Regions from separate parts of the Gossypium hirsutum genome. Here regions 1 and 2 are each linked to region 3. Evidence: chromatin contacts called from public Hi-C data. All regions are on one chromosome and are shown on one strand. The core of a region is the stretch at or near the end of the contact, and the rest is flanking DNA. Distances in the headings are between cores, read along the strand shown.

Region 1 (4,609 bases), core at 329-2,828, 280 kb after region 3:
AGGAAGCAACTTTTTATAGTGTTTTTAGTCTTTTTCTCTAAAATCCCAGAAAACCCCTTAAAAACACAAAATAGAAAAGGAAAAAAGATTTGATAAAAGAGTCTGTGAGATAAAAGCATAAAGAACGTGAAGGATCAGAGTTCAATTTTTAAACCTTTCTTTTTTTCCTGCTTTTTTATTATAGTATTTTTAAAGATAAGCTGTCTATTTGGGAAACCTTTTTTCTTTTTCGATTTCTTGGCAGGGTTATAAAATCTAGGCCATGTCAACTTTCTTTTGGGTTTATTTCTCTCACTACTCCTTCTACTCATCTTACATTTTCAATTTACTTTTATTTCTCAAATTTTAGTTTTTCTATTTTTACATTTCAAATTTCAGGTCTAATTTTATAATTATTTTGTTAGATTCATAAATTTAACTGAATTCTTATAAAAAATACATAGATTTATTTCATATTTTAACCCTTATTTTTATAATAAATATGTTGATGTACCTATGTTTTTATTAACGAAAAATATTTTTGGTAATGAAATTTAGATGGTTGACTATGAGATAAATAAACCAAATTTTTATGAAAAATGAATTTCATATTTTATTTTTAGTATAATAATAAATTTATCTCAGGAGTATAACTTGAAAATTAATGTAAAAATATTTCAAAATTGCTTCATCTCTTTTGTTATTGTAATTCACCATCCATTTTCAATTATTCTCATTATATTTATGTGACGGCCCGATGGTCTAGAGTGTTCACCACCTCAGATATGGTTTGAATTTGAGTCGCATTAATCTGTTGATTGTTCGAGCTTTGCTCTGTAATTGTAATTCACCAAAAAAAAAGAAGAAAATCATCAAAACTAAGAATATTGAAGAAGATAAATTTTTATTAAACGAGAGAGAAAATAAAATATTAATTAATATTTTTTTAAAAACATTAATTTAATTCCTCTCTAAAGTGTAGTAATATAATGCAATCATTCATGTACTTTTAAGCATTATTTAAAGAATTTATATACAATTATTTTGTATAAATAAATAACATAATAGTTGCCGTACAAATTAAATTTTAATTAATCTTATGTTACCTAACAGATGTTTATATAAAAGATTCAAGTCAAATTTTTATGTTTTAATTCAATGTTAAAATACTTTTATTAAATAAAAAATCCGTTTCATTATTTGAAAATTTATATTAATATTTACATGTTTTTTATTATTAAAAATATTTTTAAAATTATTAATTTAAATTCAAAATGAGTCTAGCTAATACTCCGAGTTTGTTTCAAGAGTTGACTAAACTAAATGAATCACTTAGGCCCTATAATACAAACATTTATGCATTTTTTAGATTGGAACATATAGTTAAACGGATCAAATTATCAACCGTTCCAAAACAAACATATAATTTAAAAATTATAAGATTTGATTCATTCGAATCTGTAATCTAATTCAATCAGTTCATATGGAATTTAATTGTGTGTATATATTTGAATGAATGGATGGAATGTGATAGGGGTGGGGCCATTTCATAAGAAAGGGAGGCAAGAAATGAAAAGGGAATTTGAAAGAGACTCGCTTTTTACGCCGCCTTCAATGTCTTTGCTTCCCCCCCTCTTTGCCTTTTCCTACCAATGGAATGGGCCCTCCCTTTCTTTCTTTCTTTATTTTATCCCATTTTAGTTCGTGATTTGTGCCTTTCACCAATCACTTCATTTTTCCCCATATTTTAATACTATTACTGTATCAAATTAATGCCTCCAATTAAAATTTCCCATTTTAGTATTTTATATTTATTAATTTCAATCCACTCAAATTTGTTTAATTATATTTATTCAAAATTTATGTATTTTGACTCACTTTATAAAATAGAATATTTTAAATTTATGGCGTTATGTTCATATATCCATTTTTATAATAATATACTTTAGATTTTGTTTGATAAATGATTCAATCTTTTTAAATTTAATTTTTAAGTATGTTTGATCATTATAATAAATTTGCACTTAATTCAAAATTTTTAATAAAAAATGTTCTTTTAGATGTGAAAAAGTGTTGAATAGAATAAATAGGTAAATATTTATTTATCACTTAGGTAGTGTTTGGAAAGCAACTTACACTACGTTTGATTCGCTATAATGAAATAGGGTTGTAATCAGTAATTCAACTATTTAGTTTAATGGAATGGAAGTATTCTTGTATTTAGTTGAGTAGAATGAAATTGTAATAGCATAAGGAAAAAAATTAAAATGACCAGAGTACCCTTAGTAGAATTTTTTTAGATAAATGATTATTGTTATTATTATTGTTATTAAATTTTAATTATTAAAAAAAGTTTAATAATAAAAAATTTAATTATATTTTAATATAATTATTATTAAATATAGTTTAATAAAAATTAAAATAATATATAATTTAATAATATTTTTAATATAATTATTTTTATATTATATTATAATAAAATATTTTATATTAAATTATATTAAAAATTAGTTTTATATTAAATTATATTAAAATATTTCAAATATTTTATTTTTTATATTTTTTAAGTTTAAGTTTTAAAGGACTAATCTAGAAATTAATTTTTTTTTGTTATTCAATGTTGCATGGAATAATCATTCTTTGGTAATACCAAAGAATAACTATTACGGGAAGACAAGTAATAGAGAAGTAATGGTAATTCCATTAAATGAGTATTACATTTATCCAAACAAAGGAATGATTTATCATTCAATGAATAAGGGGGAATGTTATTCCATTCCCCCAACCAAATAAGGTGTTAGTAATTGCTTGTAATTACACGGGATGATATGTTTGAGGAACCATTGTAATTTGTGGGTCCCACTAAATGGGTGTAATTCGAGCCTTCAATTACACTTTCCAATTCTTAAGGGAATGTGAGAATTGAAGTAATTACGTAGGTAATTATATCCAACTTCAATTATCCTATGGCTTTCCAAACACTCGTATATGATTTAACCTTGAAAAATTATTTTTATACAAGTTTAAGTTATAAGAAATTATATTATAAGCATACACACGAATGAGTGTTTGGATGGTTATTCCAAAATATTTCTAAAGTTATATTATAAATCTTAAAAAAATATATCATAAAAATAATTTGTGTATTTTATAAATTTATAATAAAAAACTATATTCCTTAAACCTTAAAAAAAATTTAAAGTTATGACCAAAAAGTGTATTATAAAAAATTAATTTTTATGTTATAAAAAGTGTTAGAATATACTTATTTATAAAAAAATTATAACAAAAAAATATGGGCATAACTTAATTACGTGCCCATGTTATATATTATGAAAAAATAATATACTTATTTATGAAAAGTGTTATGATTTTTTTCCATAATTTATTTATAAAAAATAAATTTTTAAAGTTGTGACAAAAAATTATATATTATTTATAAATGTTTTGAAGGTGAACGATTTATAAAAAATTTCCTATAAAGGTTATATATTATAAATTTTATATTATTTTTAACTTAATTTACTTATTATAAAAAAAGGTTATTGTAACGATTCGCTAGTCAGTGGTACCGGAAAGTATGGTTTTAGGACTCCATTTTCATAAATCGAATTCATAAATATTTTTTATTAATACTTACGGAGCTATACTAGGAGTGAATTAAATTTCGGATAGGTAATTTCGTCGAAATAGTATTTAATTAAGAGTATAGGGACTAAATTGTGTAAGTAATCAAAGTAAAAATTATTAAGGAATTGCAATTAGAATTTAATATATAGGACTTATAAAGTAAATAAACCATTATATATGAACATATATGAGCGGCGGGTTAAAACTTATTATTATGTATTTTTTATATTATAAACTTTAGTTAACTTATTACTAAAAAATAAAAGAAAAAGAAAAAGAAATGAAAAGATGATATTAATGGATGGAAAGAGAAATATTATTTTCATTTCATCCCAGACTTTTCGAAGCAAAAAGAAAAGGGAGAATGACACGTAGCAATAGGGTTTAAACTTTTCAAATTTCAATTAGTTAGTTAATTTAGTTATTTTTCTTGTAATTTTTATATTTTTAGAATTTCAATAACTCGAGTTAGCTGACCCATGTTGTATTTTTTGTTATTGTTAAAATTTGAGGATGTTACTTTAGTTGAATATTTAAAGTTTTAGAGACCAATTTGATAGATGTTTAGGTTACAAGTGAAAAAAGACAAAATTGTAAAGTTAATTGATGATTTTATGCAATAGGGACTAAAATGCACAAATGTGAAAATTATGTTAGTCCTGATTTTGGAGAGTAGATTGAATAAAATACAAAATTTGCATAAATTAGAAATTGAATGAAAATTTTAATTTTATATTGATAAAATGTCTTGTTGTTTTAATCCGTAACTAACGTTGACCCGGATCCTTCGAAAAACAAAGGAAAAGATAAAGTTTTTGACGAATAACTAGGAGTTCACAGTTATTCCACTAAAAATTTAAATAGGGTCGAATCGGTAGCACCGAGCATTGATTCAGCTAGTGCTCACCAACCTAGGGTTGATAGAGATAGAAATGAGGGTAAAGGTGATTTGACTATTCTTCGAGCTATAGTTGACACCTTTCAAAGAGTGGCAAAAGCT
Region 2 (4,501 bases), core at 40-2,539, 320 kb after region 3:
TGGATTTAATTGCTATTGTTTGGGTTAAGATTGTAATTTCAAAAATTGAAAAGTACAAGGACTAAATTTGATCAATTCAAAAAGTATAAGGACTAAATTTGAACAAACTAAAGTATAGGGATTAAATCCACAATTTACACATATTACAAGATTAATAGCATAATTTAGCCAACTAGATTTCGCTTCTATAGATTGGGTTTAGGATTGTAATTTCAAATTTTGAAAAGTAGAGAGACTAAAATCAATCATTTCAAAAAGTATAGGGGCTAAATTTGGTCCAATTAAAGTATAAAATTAAATTCACAATTTATGCATAGTACAATGACTAATGGCAAAATTTAACCTTTCTATCATAAAAACTATAAGCAAGGTTTTTAGAATCAGATGATTGAATCGATCAAACCATAGATTCTCGATCTGATTGATTTTGTCTGGTTCAATTGAATAAATTATTAAAAATTTAAAAATAGAGAAAACTGATTCAACTAATTTTTAGCCTGATTCAATTGACTTTTTAACCAGGTCATCCAACCCATTCTTCCGGACCAATATCCAGACTGGTCCTATTCTAAAAACAGTGATAGTAAGAGATATTTGGTTCAAGTAATATTATATTTCATAAACTAAAAACTAAATAAAGTAATACAATATATCTAAAAATATGCTATTCTATTAAAAAAGAAAAAACTTTGGTTTGGTGAATCTTTATATTAAACTTGAAATATATTATTTACTTACAAAACTAAAAGAGAGGAAAAAGAAGCAGCAAAAACCGGTATACTTATTGTGTTAAGGTGACGTTGGAAGTTGGGGGTAAAAGGAAAAAGGAAACAGTAGCTAAAGTCCTGAACTTTAAAGTGGGGGAAGAAAGCTGCCACTATTTTTTTTTGTTTGTTTTTCCTCTTCACTGAGGCATTAAAGCAAACATAAAGTGAGTCAGTCATATTTGGCTCCCATTGCAATGAGGTGTAAAAGTACGTATAAAGGAATAAATTAGCCTCTTTCCTTCTCTTCTACTCTCAATCTCTCTTTACTGCCAATCTGTCAAACACCTCCTATAATCAAAATTTACATATTATTTTAATGTAAGTGTATTTAAAATATAATATATTTTGTTGATTGAATTTTAATTTAGCTGATATCGTATTATTGGGACTACGAGTTCAACCCCAATTTTTCTCTGATTATGGATAGAAATAGGTAATATATTGATATTTTATTAATTATATTCCTACCTATAGGATTTTACCTAAGTCATTTTTATGAATTAGGTCCATCCAAGGGCCCATAGCTGCGTTTATTGTTGGGTTGTGGACTAACCTACTTCTTCGGCTTGTTGGGTTAGACCACATTTGATTCTTCTAATAGGATTTTTGAACTTAACTATCAAGGCCCAAATATATTTACGACATTACTTGTTATAATTAATGTTTTTAAATTTAAATTGGTGATTAAACCAGTTAAATTATCGATTTTCAGTCTGGCTGATTCAATCGGTTTAACCACCTATTCGACCGATTTACTGTTTAATAATATAAAAGAAAACAAGAAAAAACCCAAGTAGCTATTACTACAAGGCCCAACTATTTGCATTTTTAAAACCTAACCATGTTTGTAAATTACTATAAGACCCAACTATGTTAGGTCCAGAGTAAAAAAATAAAATAAACTTAATTCTTCCCCTCATCTCTTTCGTAATTTCCTTGCTGCCTATTTCTTCTCATCTTTTCATTTTTTCTTTCTTTCTCAGACTTTGTTTTATCGGTTCATCTTTTCATCTCTTACATTCTCTTGGCTGCTTTTGGCCGGTGCTTGTAGACTGAAATTATGGTGAGCGAGGAAATTATTTTTGTTGGAATTAAATTATATATTTTTATAATAGTAAAAATGTAATTTTATCATTTTAATAGTCTACGTCTTTATCATTTTTAAAAAATTAAATTAATTTTTTATCATTTTGGGATCAAAGTATAATTTTACTATTACTAATTAAAATTGTATAAATTATAAAAAAAACCTTAATAGAAAATTTTACATTTTAAGAAAGGGTTGGCTAGGCTTCGCCACTATAGTTGGCTGGCGACAATAAGAAGATAGTAAACGAGAGTTGGTTGGTGGTTAGAAAATTTTAGTTCAAAAAAAGAAAAAATCTGTTGAACTAATTTTTTGTCAATTCGTCTGATTTTTAATTTATGAGTGAAAGACAATTTTAATTAGTTAATAACTCATCTATTTTCGATTCAACCGATGTAATTGACAATTTCAAAAACATTGGTTATAAAGTCTCATTTGGTTGGGTTGTTAACCTTACTTTTATACACAAATGGAGTGATTTTACTATATATATATATATATTATAGAAAGAAGTATTTTGGTAACTTTCAAATGTAAACCACATTTTCACTTGACAAGTGGTAAGACATCTCGTTAATTTGAGTAATTTTTATTAAATTCATTATGAATGCCGGAAAAAAATTGCTAATCAATTTATGGTATACGTAATGGAATATTATAAAATTACATCGAATTTATATTGAACTTAAGAATTCCAGAATATGAAATATATAAATGAGTATTTCAAAAATTAACTATCAATTATTAAATTAAATTACATATATGTACCAAAAAAATTATTAAATTATCATTGCAAAAAAATTAATTGACTATCGGTTTTAATATTAAGTTTAATTTAGACGATAAGTTATGTTTTTTAGACAATTTTTATTTTGATTGATTATTATATCTTAACTATTTGTTTGCTATTGTTTTCAAGGAAAGGGGGGGCTTGCAACATAAAACTGAAAGTCGCAGTGAAAAGAAAAGGAAGGAGAAGATAATTTTATTTTAGGTCCCTCGAATTTTAAATTTTCTTTTTCTAATTTAATACCTAATTTTAAGTTTCAATTTAATTGATTTAATCATTTCAGCATTTTTTAATTTGTGCAATTATATCCATACAACATGTCTTAATTTATTCAATTGAGCCCCTTATGGTTTTATGCAATTTGAAAAGTTGTAAAATAGTTATATATTACATTTTATTAGTGGAAAATTGTTAAAATTATATGTGTGCAATTTTAGTTTCATGTTATTGAAATAGCATAACAATGTTAAGTATTACATTTTATTATTGTAGTTTATATTTTTCATGGTTTGACTAATATTATTTTCTTTCTTTAAAAATTTGTATACTTTTTCTTCTTTTTATAAATATTTAAGTATGAATTTGTCATCTGTATTTTTTTTACTTTTTCAACTATTATATTAAAAAAATTATATTAGATAAATATATGTTAATTATTGGTTGTTAGTAATGCAAAAGAAAAATACAAATCTCGCATTGGTTGGGAAAGGCTTCTAAAAAGGGTTTAAATATAATCTTACTTCTTACCCACATTGAGTAATTGAGGCTAAGGCCCAACACATGCGTGCCACCTCTGTGTTCGTGTTGACACGTGTTTACGGCACATACCATGCAAGGTTTTTTTGGATAAATTTTTTGTTATTTTTCTTTTACAAAAATTAAACTGTTACAATTTTGACTTGACCAACTAAATTGTTGCATTTTTTTTGGAAACTAGCTTTTGGCCATTGTGTTATTCAGGAAATTGACTCTTTAGATTTACCGTTTTACCTTTTTAATTTTACCGTTTTGCCTTTCAGAAAATCCTATAAATACTTGGGTCATTCTCCTCATTAAACACACAACAGACAGAAATCACTTCTTTCTCAAAGTCTTTTTGTTCTTCTTTTTGAAAACTTTTTTTGGTCAATTATTCTGATCAAGTTTTCAGTCTTGTTTTCCTAGCCTATTTCCTTTTCGAGAAGAGAAATACTAATTACCTTCCACCTTATTTATTCATGTGTACGAATATTAAAGTTGTGTTAACCTTGGGGGGTGACATCCACTATACGATTACATCAATCTTGGCAAATTTGATTTTAAAGCAGAGGTTCTTTCACGGCACTATAATCATTTCATTTATTTACGTACTATTTATTCTTTCCTACCAGTGCTAACGCTTAGATTTACAGTAGTATATTTTCAACATTTTAGAAGCACATCTTGTACTACTATTTATACATGTTTGTCACAATGATGAACAAGTTCATTCCTGATCTATCCAAGCTCGAACATCTTGACAGAACCAACTACCGTCGCTGGTCTCTAAGGATGGTCATATTTTTCGAACAACTTAAAGTTGTTTACATCCTCTTCAATCCACTGTTCTCGGACGTCGATGCCACCACAAAAGCCTAGTATGACAAGGAAAACAAAATGGTAAGAGGTTACATGTTAAGCCACATGTCTATTTATCTTTTCAACCTATCTACCAAAGATAAGTCAGCCAAGTCTATTTGGGATACATTAGAGAAGAAGTATGGAGCTGATGATGCTAGAATCAAGAAGTACGTTGTTGGGGAGTGGCTCAAATTTCAGATGATTGATGATAAGTCGATAATGGATCAAATACATGCCTATAGAAAATTAGTTTCTAAC
Region 3 (4,646 bases), core at 513-3,012:
TGGGCGTTACGAGGGTGCTAATCCTTCCTCGTACGTAACCGACTCCCGAATCCGTTTTTTTGAATTTCGTGGACCAAAATCGTTGTTTTAATAAAATCAAATTGTTTATTAAAAACAACCACTTTTTGAGGTGACCCGATCACACCTCTTCAAAAAAGATTGGTGGCGACTCCCATTTTCGTTTTCATTTTTCAAAACCCAAGTCGATACCGTTTTTATCAAAAAATGGTGTCAACAGTTATGATATGTTGTTTCAAAGGCATGTACCTAAATGGTTGGGGTCATTTTGAGTCTTGGTAAAATGTTGTTGTTTTGGCTATCTTGTGATTTTGATAATGATATACGGCAATATATACATATAAGCTTGGTGATTTTAAGTAACTAATCTTATGTGATGATATGGTGAAATGGTGTAGTTAAGTATGCTTGTCTATGAATGATTGTTTCTTACTCTAGTTCGTTAAAATGGTGATAACTTTTGCTGTTAGTAAGCATGATATTGTTTCATGGAATTTGAACAAATCCTTGTTTGGTTTATGGGAACGAATGACTTTGTGGGCACGAGTAAAATCGTGACATGTTAGACAAATGTATTTAAATATCGAAAGTTGTGTCAATTCTTGATCTAGTTAACTAGTGGTATTAATGTTCTATTTAAGTTGTAGTAAATTAGAAGAATAATTGTAAATAGTCTAAATTAATTTAGCAACGTATGTAACATCGCACACTTGAATTTGATGATTGAGTCAAGTGTGAATGTCACGAAAAGAAATAACACAACAAAATTCTTCCCAAAAAAAGAAAAATCTCAACCCAAGGATCTCTACTGTGTAATGCATCCTAACATAGTAGTTCACTTCTTTTTTTACTTCACCATCACGACTTTAAGTTCTTCTAGTCCCTGTTTTCTAATTTCTACCACCATGGCTTTAAGTCCAACTACTTCTTGATTAAATCAGTGGGATTACTGCTTCCACCACCACCAATAGAATTTTTCCAGCTTGATGGCATACTTGGAGAGTTGATTGTACATCCATCAATTTGTAGATGCTTTTGCTCGTCATCATTTGAAGCTACACCCATGGTTTCTAGCCTTGGAGTTTGATGAAAAAAGTTGAGTAATCTTGCAATCGAGACACATCAACCTTTTCATTCTTCTAATTATTTTGAGTTGCACCCATGGTTTCTTGCCTTGGATCATCTTTTATATGACACGTGGCATAATCCTAGGTTTGAATATCAAAAAAATTTATGGAATGACTTAGATAAGAAATTTTATAAAAGGAATTTAATATTGGAGATGAGAATACGTGAAAAGAATTGAAAATGTGACAAAAAGGACTAATTGAAAATTTTGAAACATATGAGACTAATGTGCAAAATTATCCAAAATGGAAAAATATTAATTATTATGGATTATTTGGCATGAAATGGATTCGAATGTGGTTTGGTGTGATGAAAATCATTTTTTGAATTAAATTAGAAAAATTGAATAGGATAGGGACTAAAATATAAATTTTCCATTTTTATCATGAAAAGAGACCAAATGAATATTTATGAATGATGAACTTGATTTGATTTAAGTATGAAATTTTGAGAAAAAATCACTAAAAGGGCAAAATGAAAATTTTACTGTGAAAGGATAATTTGATCAATTCTTAAGATTTTTATGATGAAAATATTATTTAAATATGATATCTGATAGTATTTTGGATTGTTAGAACTTCGTATTATTGAAATGAGCTTCAAATTGAATAGTGGGCATGGGCCTTGAGCCCATTTATTGATATTTTTAAATGGTTTCTTTCTTTCTCAGCCAGCCAACAGCCCTCTTGCTTATTCCTCTTCTTTTCCTTGCCATTTTCTCCATTTTTCTTTTAAATTTTCATTACCAGCCTTAAGATTTTGTTAAAATCTTCTTTTAAAGAACCCCCATCCATTTAATCATTCTCAACCTAGAATTTATAGAGTTTTGACAAGTGAAATTGAAACTAGAGTGAGAAAGCTCAATTGGTGTGAGAAAAGGGTTGTTTAAAGTGAGGTTAGTAGAACATGGAACAAGCAGCAAACCCAAATTAACATCTGAATAAAAGAACAAAAAATACAAGTTTGAACTATAAAAACACATCTACAAGAAAAAATAGAATAGTAGTAAGCTCATAAGGAGACATCATCTTTGAGCCACTAAAGCACCAACTAAAGCTTCTTTAGAAAGCCAAGAAACGTGCCAAAAAATATCAATGGAAAGAAGACACCAACTAAAGTTGCCTTAGAAAGCCAAGGAACATGCCAAAAAAAATCAATGGAAAGAAACACCACCAACACTGGGGGAACACAGACCAACAAACACCAAAAAGAAAATGTAAAAAAGCTCCTTAAAGGTGCCAAAATCAAATGCGCAAACTTCTAACCAGCAAAGAAAAAACTTCGCAGCCTCGAAAAGATTGGAGCGATCGACACCAGCTTTCGCCGCCCCATCCATTGTATCAATTGCCGTGAGAAAACCTGAAATGATACACCATAAACTCCCTCAAAACAGACAAATCCAAGGCACTTTCTCCCTAATCCCCATTGAACCCTCCATTCAAGAAAAACTATTTCATTTTTCAATCCCATGGCCACAACAATTCTCATACAAATTATACAAATGAAAAACACAAAAGCTAGATGGAAAAAAAATTTCACAGACGTGCTCTGTCATCCCTCTCTATGATCCACATTAACACAAAAATCACCTCCTCATCTGACCAACAAGCTATGAAACCAAAAGGTTTATCAAGCTCCAAAGTCTATTCCGCTTCAGCTCTCAGTACTCTCCTTCGAACATTTTCGATGCCTTAGTCCAACAGCGATTCCTCGGCATCAATCTATGATCGCATCACTTCCACTTATTGTTTTCCATTTCAACACTCGATGTTCTTCTTCAATTCGTAATTATCCTACCCTTCTTCCCAGATCGCTTCAACACTTTTCATCTAAACTCTCAAGAATTTCTCTCATACCTGCTCAGAGATAAGACCCATTCAAAGCAACACAACACCAAGGATCATTACCCTACTCGGAGACACTAAACATCAATAATTCGCACACCTGCATATCTTGCTACAAAGCCTTTTGATTCTTGTTCACCTATATCCTTTTGAATGGGGTATTCTTGTTCTCCAATGCATCCATTAAGCGTACTAGCTTGAATCCAACTTCCGTAACCAAACTCCTACAAATCTTACTTTGCACAGGCCTTCAACATGTCGGTTTATAGCTCACTTCAGATCTAAAGAGGGAGAATTGTTATACTAGCTTGAACAAGTTCGGCTGACTTAGGCTAAAGCCCAAAGAAACATGTGGCTCAAAAGCCCCAATCTTTATTAAGCATTAGCGAGCAGCTAAAGAACATGCCACCTGAAGAGAAAAGTAGCTTTCGGCTTCCAACATACCCTATCAGAAAGAACCCTGACACCGCCCAAGCCACAAGGAACAAAATGGCCATATTCCAGACACATCAGCATGCAAGGGGTAAACCAAAGCTTAGGTATAATACCAAGTATCTTCTTCCTCTCTTCATCTTCTTCACTTTATTTCATTACTCTGTAACTTCTTCACTTTATTCCATTACTCTGTAAACATATCTCCTTACTTTCCTCCAGTATGACACACACATGTTGATTTAAGCATTGGGGAGCATCTTAGTGCCAAAATTTTGAGGGCCCCTAGCTTACATATACTTTGTAGGAAGCCTAGTTATCAACCTGAGAATCTAGCCTTCAGCCCAATTCTTTACCGAAAAAGACGTAAAAAAGAAAGATCATTTTCTATTTATATTGAAAGACTGGTTGTAGTAAAATAAAAATGTATAAAGATAATAATATTTTTCATTTTTTCCCCCATCAAACTATTGCTATTATTATAAAATTTCTTCAACAAAGAGACCACAACATGAGGTTGAGGAGGAGCTTCAAATGAACTTTAAGTTTGATGGATAACACCATTTTTTTGACAACCGAGGTCGACTTGGGTTTTGAAAAATGAAAACGAATGTGGGAGTCGCCACAAATCTTTTTTTGATGAGGTGTGATCGGGTCACCTTGTAAAACGATTATTTTTAATAAACGGTTTAGATTTATTAAAACAATGCTTTTGGTCTGCGAAATTCAGAAAAATAGGTTTGGGAGTCGGTTATGTACGAGGAAGGATTAACACCCTCGTAACGCTCAAAAATTGGTACCTAATTGATTAATTAATGTCTTAGTGTCGAAAATTGAAAACTTTAAACAAAATTTAAAATACGATCTTTTGTAAAAAGCTTATATAAAACAAATTATCCGTTAAGATCCTCTCATTTCGGAGAGAGAAAATGTCATACTCAATGAGTTAGGGCATGATATTTCACCTCCTTAAAAATGAGCTTGTCCAAAAACTCGTGCAATAAAATTTAAAAGGATATTCAATTGTTTAAGTCAGATGAAGAAATTGCAGCCTAATACGTTAGGACACAACATATTCAATTGTTTAAATATTGAATATTGTCTTTATTATTTTTAGAAAAAATCCTCATCTCGAGAAAACAATGTGTCATATCCAATGTGTTAGGACACAACATATTGAATTCCCGATAATGAGATTTTTATTTATGTTTTTTTATTATTAAA

What was found. Hi-C and Micro-C count contacts between places; a contact is called where the count stands out from the background.
Region 1: a contact with region 3 is called in a Hi-C map of leaf, with 5 times the contacts expected there. The contact joins two enhancer-like sites. A contact is called at or near these places in 10 of 34 Hi-C or Micro-C datasets (hypocotyl, leaf and petal).
Region 2: a Hi-C map of leaf shows a contact between it and region 3, with 4 times the contacts expected there. The contact joins two enhancer-like sites. A contact is called at or near these places in 8 of 34 Hi-C or Micro-C datasets (callus, hypocotyl, leaf and 1 more).

The regions. Positions count from the first base shown.
Region 1 is chrD11:50,664,768-50,669,376 of Gossypium_hirsutum_v2.1, forward strand. It overlaps the pseudogene LOC121223134. Among protein-coding and RNA genes, the nearest start is that of LOC121223135, 47 kb to the right of the region's middle. Within about 2 kb of position 1,579, at least 2 of the 9 cell types and tissues checked have an H3K27ac peak or open chromatin away from gene starts, as enhancers often do. A contact at or near this core is called in leaf, where this site is marked.
Region 2 is chrD11:50,703,787-50,708,287 of Gossypium_hirsutum_v2.1, forward strand. No RefSeq gene overlaps it. Among protein-coding and RNA genes, the nearest start is that of LOC121223135, 8.0 kb to the right of the region's middle. Within about 2 kb of position 1,290, at least 2 of the 9 cell types and tissues checked have an H3K27ac peak or open chromatin away from gene starts, as enhancers often do. A contact at or near this core is called in leaf, where this site is marked.
Region 3 is chrD11:50,384,444-50,389,089 of Gossypium_hirsutum_v2.1, forward strand. No RefSeq gene overlaps it. Among protein-coding and RNA genes, the nearest start is that of LOC121223197, 10 kb to the left of the region's middle. Within about 2 kb of position 1,763, at least 6 of the 9 cell types and tissues checked have an H3K27ac peak or open chromatin away from gene starts, as enhancers often do. A contact at or near this core is called in leaf, where this site is marked.